Regions from separate parts of the Mus musculus genome. Here region 1 is linked to region 2. The links are chromatin contacts, called in public HiChIP or PLAC-seq maps. All regions are on one chromosome and are shown on one strand. The core of a region is the stretch at or near the end of the contact, and the rest is flanking DNA. Distances in the headings are between cores, read along the strand shown.

The links. HiChIP or PLAC-seq counts read pairs in DNA pulled down with a chosen protein or histone mark.
Region 1: a contact with region 2 is called in an HNF4G HiChIP or PLAC-seq map of pancreatic cancer cells. The contact joins the promoter of Cttn here to the enhancer-like site in region 2. A contact is called at or near these places in 3 of 39 promoter capture datasets (embryonic stem cells, hippocampal neurons and liver) and 3 of 115 datasets of contacts at active chromatin or transcription factors (extraembryonic endoderm stem cells, forebrain and pancreatic cancer cells).

What each region holds. Positions count from the first base shown.
Region 1 is chr7:144,468,984-144,472,309 of GRCm38.p6, reverse strand. It overlaps Cttn (cortactin), which reads left to right and starts at 1,375. Exons shown (of 18, transcript NM_007803.5): 1 at 1,375-1,621.
Region 2 is chr7:143,799,401-143,802,872 of GRCm38.p6, reverse strand. It overlaps Nadsyn1 (NAD synthetase 1), which reads left to right. Exons shown (of 21, transcript NM_030221.2): 17 at 2,951-3,082. Among named protein-coding and RNA genes, the nearest start is that of Mrgpre, 17 kb to the right of the region's middle. Within about 2 kb of position 1,407, at least 45 of the 459 cell types and tissues checked have an H3K27ac peak or open chromatin away from gene starts, as enhancers often do. A contact at or near this core is called in pancreatic cancer cells, where this site is marked.

The sequences.
Region 1 (3,326 bases), core at 126-2,625, 670 kb before region 2:
TGGAGTGGTGCACATTTGCAATCCCCTCAGCAGAGAAGCAAAGACAGGAGGATCTCTGGGGCCTGCTGACCAGCCAGCTTAGCCTAGTGGATGAACTGCAGGCCAGAGAGATCCTGTCTCAAGCAGTGAGTGGCCTTCCTGAGGAAGATGCCAGAATGTGTCCTTGGACCTCTGTATGTGTGCTCATGCAGTTGAATGCACACTTACATGTGAATTGTGCACACACACATGGGAACATTCTCCTCTGACACCTGACATCTCTTTTTCCTTCCTGATCTATTCATAAATTTTGACAGTTTAGCCTTTTGTTTTCTGCCTTGTGGTGCTAAGGTTGGTACCAGGGCCCTGTACATACTAGACAGGCACTCTACCACTGAATTACATCCCTAACCTCCCTCTTTCATCTCCTTTCTCCTCCTCCTCCTTCTGGAGAGGGGGGCAGGAGAGACAGAATCCCTCACTTGGCTGATCAGGACCAGACTGGCCTCTAAGTGATCCACTTGGCCGCTGCCTTATTAGCTAGCTTTGTTATACAGTCCAGGACACCTGTCTAGGGATGGACCACAGTGGGTTGGCCCTCCTGTATCAAGACAATCATGCCCACAGAATAACCTAAATAAGACAAGTACACATTTGAGATTTTTTTAAAAAAAAATGTGATTCTAGGCTGTTTCAAGTTGACAGTTAATGTCAACTAGGACAGATAGATGAGTGGATGGATAGATAAGTAGATGGATGGTTGACACATGGGTGTATAGGTGACATGTTGGTTAGTTTTTGTCAACTTGACACTAGAGTAATCTTGGAAGAGGAAACCTCAGTTGATGAATTGCCATCAGACTGGCCTGTAGGCTAGTCTGTGGGGGCATTTTCTTGGTTACTGATTGATTCAGAAGGGCCCAACCCACCGTTGTGGGTTGCCACCCTTACACTGGTAGACCTGGGATGTGAAAGAAAGGCTGAGCAAGCCAGTATGCAGCACTCCTTCATAGTCTCTGTTTCAGTTCCTGCCCTGCCTGAGTTCCTGTTCTAACTTCCTTCCCTCAGTGATGGACTATAATTTATGAGCCAAATAAGCAGTTTTCTCCCCAAGCTGTATTTGATCAGTTCTTTTTGTTTTGTTTTGTTTTGTTTGTTTTTCGAGACAGGGTTCAGTTTTTTGATCACAATAGGAAGCAGATAGATGGAAGAATGGATGAACAGATGTATGGCTAGATGAGTGGGTGTATGGGTAGATGGGCAGAAGGACAGATTGGTGGATTGGTGGGTAGAAGATTGACAGGGGAGTGAATGATGCTGTGTAGATCCATGCGTGGGTAGAGAGTTGCAGGGTGGATACATGGTTGGAAGCTGGGTTGAGGGTGAATGTGTGTTGGACAGGGCTTGACGGGTGTTTCTAAATCGGATCTCCGCAGCTGACTGGCGGCCGAGCTGCCTATGAGTCCTGGAACTGTGTATCCTGCTTTCTTGATCAGCTAACAGGAATACGGGGCGGGGACGGCCTGGAATAGGGCGGGATCTTGCGTGGCCCCGGATGCGGCCCCGCCTCCGCGGAACCGGAAGTGAGCGGGCACAGGGAGCGGCGGGGCGCGGCGGGAGCCTGGTGGACCCTGCTGGTGCGGTGAGCGGGGGATGGGCGTCCTAGAGAGCTGCTGGGGGACAGGAAGGGTGTGGGATGATGAGTTGTCAGGGTGCCGGGCCTGGACGGGAGGTTGGGGTACAGGGTCTGGACTGGGCCCAGGTGATCCGAGTGCGGGGCAGGGTCGGGGCCCAGGGGTGCAGGGCCAGGATCTGTTGGTCGAGGCCTCGGAGTGTAGGGCTGGGACCCCTGAGTCAGGATTCCAGGCCAAAACCCGGTGTTCGCGGTGTGGGGCCGGGATTGTGACTTGGGGTGTGTGGCTGGGGTCGGGCGTCGGGACCCGGGCTGCAGGGCTAGGATCGGGGGTTGGAGTGCAGTGCTAGGAGGGGGAACCGGGGTGCAGAGTCAAGGCCAAGGGTTCGCGGTGTGGGTCCGAAATCGGGGGGTTGGGGTTGTGGTGTGGCGCTGGGATTCGGGATTCGGGGTGTAGGGCCAGGATTGGAGGCTCAAAGTCCCGGGTCGCAGGGTCTGGATGGGGACGTCGGAGCCCCGGGTATTGGGCAAGGATCGGAGGTTTCGGACACCAATGCTGAGCCGTTCATCCCGTCATTTGTGGAGTAGCTAGGGGTGCACAGCCGGTCTGGCTCTGAGGGGGCGGGCCCTAGGACACAGGCCCTAGGAATTTTGGACATAAAGAAAGGGGTGGGGTTTCAGAGCAGGAACCCAGGATGAAGTGCTAAGTCGGTTTGGGGTGTTCTAGGTCAGAGTGCATAATTATGGGTCTGTGGTAGTCAGAGTACCAGAACCTGGGAAAAGAATGTAGACCTGAGGCCTGGGAGATGCTGGTGGGGGTAAGGGGACTTTGCTTCTAGAATCTAGTGGAATGATGAGGGCCTGGGGGAAGCTGGTGGGCCTGGGGAGCCTGGGGTTCCAGAACCCAGTGGAATTATGAGGGTCCAAGGACCTGTAGGAAGTTGGTAAGGCTGAGCAGCCGGGTTCCAGCATTGGTCTCTAGTCCTCAGGACTGGGCTGAGAGGCCAACATCTGAGGAAAGGCCTGGGCACCTGAGGGAAATTTGCAATGGGGTCAATGGAAATCCAAGCGCCTAGCTTGCTTCCTGGAGCTAAGGAGCCTGGAATCCAGCCGCCCCTCCTCCTGGGTGTGTGCCCAGTCACTGCAGAGGTGTTTGGGCCTGGTATGTTCCTTTGTTTCCTCTTGGTCCGTGTGAGGGATGGGGACTTGTGGCCAGGGAGAAGGAATTCCCTGTTGTGCCCAGTGAAGCAAGCAGAGGCTTTAGCCCTTCCTAGTGGTTTGCCCTGGCTGCACTGCCTGGGCCTTGCCAGTAAGTAGCCCAAGCTCCAGTAAGTCCTCACCACCCAGTAGACCCTCACAGTCAGAACTTACAGCCCACCCCCCACCCCCCTCCCCCAGCGTCCACCAGGGGTCAGGCCTCTGCTGGCTCACCCAGAGTGAGTCACCAGTTCAGGCCCTGAGTCAACACTGCTTCTCTGTTTGACTGAGAAGGTTGTCACCAGAAGTTTGAAGGAGGGAGAAGCAGCTTTTGTGGGAGCTTCAGATGTAGAAGAGTGCAGAGGTGGGGTTGAAGAACTGATTGTGGTACTAGGTCTCCAGAGCACCCTGGGCCTTGCTAGACAGCTTCTCCACCCAACTTTAGCCCTGGCCCTAGAGCTGACCTTTAATTGAGGGCTTATGACAGTTATGCCTTTAACACCTTGTAAAATGCCAG
Region 2 (3,472 bases), core at 158-2,657:
GTGCTTCTCTTGTTTCCAGGTACAATCCACCCAACCTCTGACCCAGCAGTGGAGACTGGTAGCTCCCCTTCCCAGGCTCAGTTTTCCCACTTTCTTTGGGTGAGCCGCCACACCTCCTAACGTGCTCCCATGCGTTCCCACGTGCTCCTCATTAGCTGAGGAATTTTAAGACATCATGTATTCATTGATTAGTCTTTTTCACCTGTCTAGTTATGAACTGAGTCACCCATCTGTCTGTTCATTACTCTGACCACCCATCCACCAGCCAATCCCCCATCCATCTGCCCACCCATACATACATACATATATATACATACACCCCACCCACTTATACATACATACATACACTCTATACATACATACATACATACATACATACATACATCCCACCCACCCATACATTCATCTGTCTACCTGTTCATTCACCCTCACATCCATATATCCATCCACCTACTCATCCATCCATTCATCCATCCATCCATCCATCCATACATTCATTCATTCATCCATCCATCCATCCATCCATACATACATCCATACATACATACATACATCTACATTTGGCCTCAATCATCTATCCATCCACCCACTCACATATACATGCACCACCACCACCACCCCAAGCCCCGCCATTCACAGTTTGGTTTGGTTTGACTTTGAGACAGCTTTTTACCATGAAGCACTGGTGGCTTCAAACTTACTATGTAACCCAGACTACCTTCAAACTAGAAGCAATCCCCCTGCCTTCTGAGTTTTGGGATTATAGGATTGTGTCACCATGCCTAGCAAGTTTTATATGAGTGTGAGTGTGTGTGTGTGTGTGTGTGTGTGTGTGTGTGTGTGTGTGTATGATTGTGTGTGTGTGTGTGTGTGCATGTGCATGCATGCTCGATGTGGCATGCATGTGGAGGTCAGAGGACAGCTTCCAGTATCAGTCCTCATCTATCTTGTGTGAGGCAGGCTGTCGTGGTTCACTACTGTGTACTCCAGGCTGGCTGCCCTCCAAGGTTCTGGAAATTCTGTCTCCATAGGAGTGCTGGGATCACTCATAGGAGAGATGGCTACCACTGTGCCCAGCTTTATGTGGGTGCTGGGGATCTGAACTTGGATCCTCGTGATTGTGTAGAGTGCTTTACCTACAGGGCCATTCCCCAGAGCTGTTAAGGAGGGGGTAAGAATCACCAGTGAGGGTGGGGTTGAGAGGAGGAAACAGGAGCATGATGGGGTTGCCACCCCTCTGCAGTGGCACCCAGCTTTTGGGTTTTTTGTTTGTTTTCTTTTTCCAAGAGATGGTGCCAAGAGAAGCAGTGAGTCAGGACCTTGAAGAGGAAGAGAGAGATGATGAGGCACAGCCACAAGAATGATGGATAGTGCCTGTGGCATCTTGGGCCCAATAAGTTCCATGAGTGTTTTTGATGACTTACTAGAGGACTTAGGACTTGGTTTAGAGTTATCCTGCAGCTGTGGCCTCTACTGCAAACAGACTGGCAGTGGGCTCAGGTCAGGACAGAGTAGCCTGGCACGGCTTGCCACGCCTACTCCCACTGACGTTGCGAGGGGTACATCCGGTTCCACATGTTGCTGGCAGGTGGTGTAAAGGGTCACCTCCTGGGCATTGGGTCACTCAGTATTTGGGGTACAGGTAAATCCAGGCTGTCAGGTACCTTCTGATGATTCCTGCCAGAAATCTCACTTTCCAGGAGAAATGCAGGGCTACAGTACAATTCATGTAATTTGTACACATTAACTTGGGCCTAGGAGCGTCCCTCAGGGAGGGACAGGAAAGCCTACAAGCCTGGGGTTCTAACATTAGCCAAGCTACTTGGTGGCTGCCTTCTGAAAGAGGACTGTTGTCCCAAGCCTGTGGGTGACTCATAGGTGAGTGTGTTCTAACAGAAGGCCAGGGTGAGGCCAGAACAATGGCCAGGTGTACACTGTAGGCAGCCATGGCTGATGACTAGTGTCACCTGAGCAGGAGGTAAAAGGACAAAGCCAGATCCCACCAGGGCCCCTGAAGCAATGGAAAGTGTAGATCAGCATGTGTTATGGGCCCTGATGTGTCTCTGCTGGTGGCAGTCTGAGTCCCACCACAGTTGTGCTATCCCTCTGCCCTATCTGAAGACGCTTACCTGAGGCTAGTAGATTTATCACTATTTGCCAGTTTAGCTTGGAGCCATTGGGTCAGCAAAAACTCCTATGTAGCCGGGAGATAGGTCATCTCACCAGGTAACCCAGTGTCCTGGGACAGAGCTGTGGCAGTGGGTGGGTTGGGAGGTGTGTAAGCTCTGAGTTGTTCTCACAGTCACTGCAGGGTAGCTGCTCCAAGCCCTCGAAGTGCTGAGACTGCTGGACCTCCTCCAGGCCCCCGGAAGCTCTCCCCATGCTCACCACCGACCCCACCCTCCCTGGACTCTCCCAACCATCAGCATCTTGATGGCTCCCTGTGGCCTTGGCTCTCTAATTCTTACTCCCCCTGAGGAGGCCTGTGGTTGCCTCTCAACCCCACCCTGTAATCCAGGTCTGTCTCTGTCTGGAGTCAGTTTACCTTTAGGGACCTTTGTGCCATGTGAGGTCCTGGATCTAAAGCTGTGGATAGCAGGCTGAGTGTGTACTTGTGCGAGCTTTATACCAGGCTGAGTGTGTACTTGTGCCAGGTCCTGTCTTCCCTTCCAGGGTCTCTGACCTTTGGCTCCACCTAGCTGACCCTGGCCTTCTAGACAAGCTGTTCCAAGTGGCTGATTGTGGTGCCCAAGCATTCTGAGCCAAAACAGGTGTCTACCCAGTGTGCTCAGTGTAACTTTGATGGCTTCCTCCAGGGCCAGGGCTGGGCTAGGCTGGGCTTCTGACTTCTAGGGTCCCTGGAAGAAGGGAGCCCTTGGCCAGCACTGGTATACCCTATAACCCTCAATACCCCAGGAACCATGAGGACACTGTCCTTTCTCCCTGACAGTCTCCTCGGCTACCTGACCAAGTACGACTGCTCCAGTGCGGACATCAACCCCATAGGCGGCATCAGCAAGACGGACCTGAGAGCCTTTGTCCAGTTTTGCGCAGAGCGCTTCCAGCTTCCTGTTCTGCAGACGTGAGTGCTCCTGCCAGTGCTCCTGTGGCTCCTGGGCCACTGGGGTCACACTTGCCCTACTCAACCACCCTTCTTAGCTCCCTGTGCCCTGCCCTTCAGCTTCTGTTCCTGCACTCACAGTTCTAAGTGTCTTAAGTGACAGTTCTTCCAAGACTGGCTCTTCTGCAGCTGTCTCAAGGCAGGGAGACTGTGCTGGCACCTGACAGGCCTGATCTCTGGGTATCTGTTGAGGACATCACAGCCTATCAGCCTGTCGGGCCACTGCAGCATTGCTCCTAGTACCAGAAAATGTCTGTGTCCTTGCTCCCCTCAGAGAGTCAGTTTTGCCCACAGGGGACCTCAGCAATATGTGGAGATCCCCTTGCTTGTCACAGAGAGTTTGTTCCTGGC